Regions from separate parts of the Xenopus tropicalis genome. Here region 1 is linked to region 2. The links are chromatin contacts, called in public Hi-C maps. All regions are on one chromosome and are shown on one strand. The core of a region is the stretch at or near the end of the contact, and the rest is flanking DNA. Distances in the headings are between cores, read along the strand shown. Region 1 holds the start of tlcd3a (TLC domain containing 3A). Region 2 holds the start of nxn (nucleoredoxin).

Region 1 (3,963 bases), core at 174-2,673, 130 kb before region 2:
CAGTAATATAATATGCAGGTTCAGGTATATCTCCCTATACTTCCTCTAGGACACCCTCTCACTTAGAACTACTCCCTGGTACTCCTGCCAAGAGACCCTTTCTCTTAGGCAATCTCCCCTTTTATAGAACTGGCTACCACCTGAGCCACTTGATATACCTGAACTACAGCTAGTAATGCCGGGAGGTAATAACCTCACTAATATCCTCGGAGGGGCTTCAGACTGCCCTTACTAGATACCGCAACTATCCTTTTACTCCTAGAGTGACTATAAATGACCTATCTGAACTTTCTAACTGAATCCTGTAGCTAACCTCTGACAGAGGTGGTGTCACAGGACCAAAGACCTACACAGTGTATGTGTCATCCCTTTTTATATTGCAGCACACTGCCACCTAGTGGTTGCTGCTGAATAACATAGGAAACTCTTTTTACACAAACAGCTAGTACACACCCTTAAGTGTCCATATCCCACAAGGCCACCCACTGGTTTGCCTGTCTTAAGCTGGCCATACACACACCGATAATATCGTACGAAACGAGGTTTCGTACGATATTATCGGTGCGTGTATAGCAAGTCGATGAGTTGACCATTATCGCAGGAGGCTGCTGATATCGGTCAACTCGCTGATCGGGCAAGTTAAAAGATTTTGATCGAGCGCCATAGAAGGCACCTGAGCAAAATCTGCTGTCAGGGCTGAATCGGCAGGAGGTAGAAATCCTATTGTTTCTACATCCTTATCTGCCGTTTCAGCCCTGAACGGTTTGTGTGGGGAACCCAGGCTAAGGGGCCCAAATCTTGGGATCCCTACATTGGGAAGCACCTTTACCATTTACCACCTAGATAAAACGTTAGGGTTAGGGTTTCCTATAACGGCTCTAATAACTTTTTAGAAGTTCATACTCCTATTGTAGCAATTGCACTACCTCCTTTCTGAGCCTTTCAGTGTTTGTCATGAAGGATCAAGTACAACTGGGCCTATTTATGCATGGAGCAGCTGGCACCCTGAACACATTCCAGGGTTCCCACAGCAGGATGTGCAATAGGTGCAAGAGACCTCAACCCAAAAGAATCACAGGATAATACCATACCAATTAAACAGATTTTAGATGCAACGTGCTCCTGTTTAACAAATAACGCATAGCTTTACTCGCCCAACCAAAATGAATGGAAAAAAAACCTGCCGATTTGCGTTCTAAATTGCACTTCCCACAAACCCCCTTCTCCTCTTTCTGTCTCCTTGGGAAGGCTGCTTCTTACCTTTCTTTCAACCAATAGGTGCAGCGTGTGTAACTGGACTATGTTCCTATTGGCTGTTGAAAGCACAGCTGCTGATAGTCCTAGAAATGAGTGAATGGATGGGCGGGTTGAATAGCGGTAGGCATAGAATGGCCGGCAGGGCGCAGAGAAAGCTGCTCGGACGCAGGGCGAGTAACTGATTTGATAGCAAAAAGGGGGAGGATCGGAGCTGAGGAGGCGCAGCGCTAAATGCACCCCCGCTTCCAGCTTTCCCCTGAGGCCTGGTACCCTATCTTCTAGGCATCCCTGTTCTGGAAGGTGGTGACGCGAGTAAGGCAGAACCAATTCAAGTAATCTGTGGGTTTGGAAGGATTCTCCGGTGACGTTCCGTGGGCGGGGCTAGGTGCTGGCAGGCTTCTGCTCGGTAGTTTCAGTAGTTTGTGCGGTAGCGGGCGCGATGTGGCACGTCTTGGCCGCAGGTTCCCTCTTTTTTCCGGGACTCTACCTACTGTGCAGCCGGTGTGCCCGACGGACTCTGCCACAATGGACAGAAGCTGACTGCTCGTTGCTTAGTACCAGGTAACTTTGTGCTCCTCGTTGGACGAACTGTCCTACTGTGTAACATCTGGAGGATATAAAGTACAATCTGGTAGCCAGTGATGGAGGGCTCATTAGGAAGGACTAGATCCTGTTTTTTTCTTGTGTAAGGGATTGCCTCTGTCTATAGTGCATCACTGTGCCTCTGCACATAGAACTTCACTTGCACCCATACCTGTGCCTGTACTCCTGTGCCTTGGGCTAATATACAATAAAGGGAAATAAAGTCTGTTTTCTACTAATCATCAATCACATCCAGTCTTTATCCCCTGTGTCTTTTCTATAGTATGGATCATGTCCAGACTGGCAGTCTGTGGAATTTGGCAAATGCAAGAGGGGCTTCTGTAAGATGCCATAGATATTTACTGTTTAATGGGTTGGGGGCTGTTTGAGCTTCTGTGTACTTGAAATACAAGGGCCTATTTTAAATCCCAGTCCAGGTCTGGTGTGAATTGTTGCTGCATATGAGCAGATGTAATAAACCTGGGGCCCTCCACATATAAGGGAACTAATGGGTCACTGAATGAAAGCAGTTTCAATACAGGTATATAGAGAATAGAGAGTTTTGTGGGCCATATAATGATAATGGGTCCCAGTAACTTCAGGTTTCCCCCCTGCCTGCAGAACTACAGCATTAACAGCTGGAAGATTGGGTATAAGTTGTGCTAGGTATTGGAAATCAGTGGTCCTATCTAATACTTTACTCCCTAGGCCAGGGGTCCCCAACCACCGGTCCGGGGACCGGTGCCGGACCGTGGGCTGTGCTAAACCGGGCCACCTCTGGTCTCAATTACCTGTGATCCCAACTCCCTGATGCGTTACACAGCCATGACAATAGCTATGGGAAGCCCAGGAAGATTTCTACTGATCATGACAAGGACCAAAGTACTTTATTAAGCTGTATTTAATAATAATAATAATAGTAAAGTGCATAATATAACATTTAACTAGCACTAATTGCGCTACACCCCCCATCCCCGGTCCTTGGAAAAATTGTCTTGCTTGAAACCGGTCCATGGTGCAAAAAAGGTTGGGAACCACTGCCCTAGGCTTATGATCTAATTTGTTAATGAGAACATCAGGCAAGCAGAATAGGAAAAAGCCACATGTTATGCATAGATTGTTATGTATTTATGTAAAGTTTGTTGCATTCATCTTTTCTATTTCATCAGTGTAATATGTTTCACAACCAGATGCAGCAAAAGGTCCACTGATTTATTAATGTAGTGGTGTTTTATTACATGATACAGAAGCCAATTTCAGCCTAAGACACAAGTCATACAGAACAATGAGCTAAGTGTGAATATTACATAGTAATTAATACATTTACATTCATTTACATTTCCCTGACTGCTTTCTAGAAAACTAAGCTGACATGGACATGTTAGATATTTTATTAGTTCTCTTTTAAGTGATCTTGGTTGCACTGAGTAGTGGAGGCGCACATTTACAGTAGGATGTTAATGTCTTTGAAGTCTAGTGTATAATTCAATTAGACATTCTATATTATGTTAGACTAGCAGGAAATGTATTTTCCAGGCATGCCGGTACCTTTAATAAGGTTATATGCATGTCACCCCAGGTTCCAGCCCGAAAGAGGTAGATTTGCAGCAAAAACATGTAAAAATGTGTTTTAACAAAAAAAGAAATGTGAGGTTGTGGATGCTACAAATGGTAACAGCTAGGGATGCATAGTGATGTTTTCTAAATGAGTAAAAAGACAAGTGTCTTTTTACTCATTTAGAAAACATCACTATGCATCCCTAGCTGTTCCTTAACTCCCATGCATATACCTAATTATAACACATCTATTGCACTGAGGGAATTGTAATAATGTGCAGAATTCTAAGAAGTGTTTACATCTTTATGTTTATTTGTGGCACAATTCCCCATGGTGCCATTTTGCTCAATACGTAGTTAGTTATTTGAAGATCTTCAGGTACCCAGTGTGTGCACAGTGAAGTATGTAATGTAGGGAGTTTGTACCGTTAGCAGATTTAATGTGTTTTATGTTACGTTCTGTTTAGCAAGGTAGTATAGGGCCTTATTAGGTTTCCCCTTGTGGTGTTCCAATTGTTTGAGCAAACAGCCTAAATGATCAGAACAGATTCATATCTCTTGTCGGTC
Region 2 (3,534 bases), core at 499-2,998:
CCTGTTTGTAAACATTTAAAGCACATTTCCAATATTTATAAACATTCTAAGCACCTTTCCAATATATATTAATTACACATTTTGAAAGGGTTAACATTATTTGTATATTTGTCTGCTATTAAAAACAGTATCTGTCTGTCCCTTCCTATTCTTTACCCTGGTGGATCTGTCATATGAAAGAATGTAGGGGAAAAAAAGCCAGCTGATGCATGTGGGGTTGACTTCTGATACATTGTTTTAACACACAGAACCAGCAGTGCAGAAAAGGACAGAAAAAGCTATTTTTAATTTCAATTCCCTTTATAAACAACTTTAAAACATGTAATGTATATTGGACAGTTGCTAAGAATTACATTTGGCAAAATGTTACTTGAACTGCAAAGTTCCCTTACAGATTAATCAGGGTCCCATCCAGAAAACGTTGAGAAACACTGAAGTGATTGTGCGTGTGACTGTGCATTTAAGAATTCACCTCACAAAAATTGACTTGATGCGACTATATGAGGATTGGCCTGTCAAACTGAAACTCAGATGGCCATTGAAATATGACAAAATGTGTTTATGGTAAATAAGGGGGGGTTGTTAACAATTATTTTGATGTAATTGGCTTCTGATTATGGCTACTATTTCATATTCAGTCAATTTTGATGGATACATTCAAATGCTTTATATACAGGCACACCAGTATTGCCAAAAACAGCAGAAATTACACAGGTTGTGTGGTACAAAGGAAATACAAGGCTTTGATTAAACACTTGCACAAAGCAAATTCGCTGTGGACTGTCACAGTTTCTGCAATAGCAACCATAAGCATAGCCAGGCTTACAGATTTACCATGATATTATGGGAAATTTTAAACAAATATACAACATATTTAATCAACAAACTGGTATTTAGACTAAAACAGAAATAACAGTGCCTTTGTGAAACAATACACATTTAAGCTTTTTTAGACAGGTTTAAGACATCAGCGAATAGGTGGTTGAAACAGAATTGGTCCAGCAAAGTCCATTAACAGGTGGCAATGTATTATTTTAGAAACTTGGGCAGCGATATCAAATGTGTTATTTTTGGAGCCATTGTCAACTGTGCCACAATCACTGTGCCTGACAGAAAGGAGGCAAATGGGAACACTGCATCCATGAATTAAAGAATGGCCATGGCTAGACAGAAACACTGCTGCCCAACCCGTAGAACCGACCCCTTTACCAATGCCACCCCCACCCCCGCGTTTTTGCCGAACTACAACTATAAGGGGATGCAGGAAGGATGCTCCAATCTGTAGTTCAACACCTAAGAATCACAAGCTATTCTTATTCTTATTATATGCTGATTGGAGTTCAGTGAAGGCAATGTATCAGCACTGTCAGGGTCACGCAAGACCCTCCGCCCGCCCCTGCCCTGCTCACCTTTCTGTGCTTCTCTTGGTATGGTAGTGCCAGCCAAGGCATGTCCTTGAGAAACAGCTGCCATTTCTTCTGGTCGGGGTCGGAGGAGACGAAGACGATCTCCAGACGGTCCCGAGTTTTGCAGTAGAAGTCGCTCAGGCCAGGCAGCAGTTGCAGGCACGGAGCGCTCATCCCGCAGCCGAACAGCAACCCGATTAAAGACACCCTGGAGCCCAGAGCCTGCACATCCACTTCCTCCCGCTCCGAATTCATCAGCTTCTCTCCCAGCAGCTCCACCAGCAGCCCGGGGCCCGACATGCTGCTCGGCCTGGCCCCCCCGCCGCTCTTCTGTGCGCTGGCTCGGCCTCACAGAAAGGAGCACCCCGGCGCCCGGGAGGGGATGATCGGCGTGCGCTGCTAAAGCTGCACTGAGCCTATTGGCTGCGGGACTGGGAGCCGGCTGCACATGGGCACAGACACACGGGGGTGGAGACCGGCGCCTCTCTCAGGCCGACACTGCCACCTGGGTGCCAGCGCATTGCCGTGCCACCTACGCCTTATTCACTTCTCTCACTCTATCAGAAGCTTGTGGCACACTGGCAAGTTTCTTTTTTTATACTTAAAAAACATAACTATTTTCCTGTGTAGAGTCCTGGCAGTGAATGACGTCTTGCTGCAGCAGCGATAAAAGGGAACTTCGCCTTCAAATGTAAATTTTATTGTGATGTAGACAATGCTATTCTAAGGCAATTTGCAGCTGGACTTCATTTATTTACTTTTTTAAATTATCTAAGATTTTGCTCTGCTGAGGGGGGTTTACTAAAACTCGTTTTTTTTTCGGATTTATATTTGTTTGAAACTAAGAAAAAGCTAATTTGCAACAATGACATTTATCAAAAGAACTATAGGTGAGTGACTGGGGCCAGTTCCCATGGACGGAACTAGGGGAAGGCAGAAGAAGCAGCTGCCTAATGCTCAACAATTGGGGGCACCAGGCTGGAGCCTATCCTGCCTACCCCTATTCCATGCTTCTTAGTCATTGCCCCTGCCGCTTGTCATTACGTGGTAGGGGCAATGAGCTATCGCATCGCACCCCCTCCCTTGTGCCAAAGCACACGCAGGGGAAGGTGCAGGGGCGAGGTGGCCAATCGCGTTGCCTAGGACTTCCAGTCAGCTTGGCCCGCCCCTGCCAGTTCCAGAGGCAGGGCCGCCATCAGATATCACGGGGCCCCTCACAACAAAATTTTCTGGGCCCCCCTCCCACAGGGCCACTCCCCCAATGGCCCCTCCCATCAGTACAAAGGACACATAGACATGAGACATTGGTAGCCAGCAGTGCCCCCTAATACATTTGTTATATTCTGCACACTGCAATAAATGTATAATAAATATTTTTGTATATATGCTTATAAGTTTTTGTTGTTACTTTAGCTCCAAAAGAAACACAACATATGGAGATATATGGTTCACCTTAAGGTTTACTTTTAGCATGCTATAGATTTGCCTGTTTCTTTATTATTTGTTTTTTATAGTTTTTGAATTATTTGCCTTCTTCTTCTGAATCTTTTTAAGCATTTAAATAGGGATCACTGATCCCAGCAGCCAATAACTGTTACTCTGTGAGGATACAATTTTATTGTGATTGTTACATTTTATGATTGATCTATTTCTTTACCCCCCGTCCTATTCATATTCCAGTCTTTCTTTCAAACCACTGCCTGGTTGCTAGGCTAAATTGGACCTTAGCAACCAGATAGCTTCTAAATTTGCAAACTAAATATTAAAAAAATGAAGACTAATTTTAAGTTGTCAAGAATAGTACTCCACTGATCATACTAAAAGATAACCTAAAGATAAATTCTCCCTTTAACTGGCACTAACAGTCAGTATTGCTAGGGCCACCCTGTTTTCTCACCCTGGCTCACAGAATATTAGCTGTGATAATTTCTGTGCACTGTAAAACTGTCACTAAATAAATTGTATCCCCCCCCCCAAGTGCACCCAAATATTATAATTATATTTGCCTACTGTTCCTACAACTCCCAGCACGCTCACCCAACCCCCAACAGGGACTGAAGATTGCTATTGGCACACAGAATATGCATATAGTATGGGTGTTACCACTGCAATACAAAATAACAATGAG

The links. Hi-C and Micro-C count contacts between places; a contact is called where the count stands out from the background.
Region 1: a Hi-C map of brain shows a contact between it and region 2, with 5 times the contacts expected there. The contact joins the promoter of tlcd3a here to the promoter of nxn in region 2. A contact is called at or near these places in 3 of 5 Hi-C or Micro-C datasets (brain, neurula embryo and tailbud embryo).

Annotation. Positions count from the first base shown.
Region 1 is chr2:96,495,897-96,499,859 of UCB_Xtro_10.0, reverse strand. tlcd3a (TLC domain containing 3A) reads left to right here and starts at 1,423. Exons shown (of 5, transcript NM_001016139.3): 1 at 1,423-1,818. The coding sequence starts at 1,697.
Region 2 is chr2:96,364,731-96,368,264 of UCB_Xtro_10.0, reverse strand. nxn (nucleoredoxin) reads right to left here and starts at 1,748. Exons shown (of 8, transcript NM_001142200.1): 1 at 1,410-1,748. The coding sequence starts at 1,706.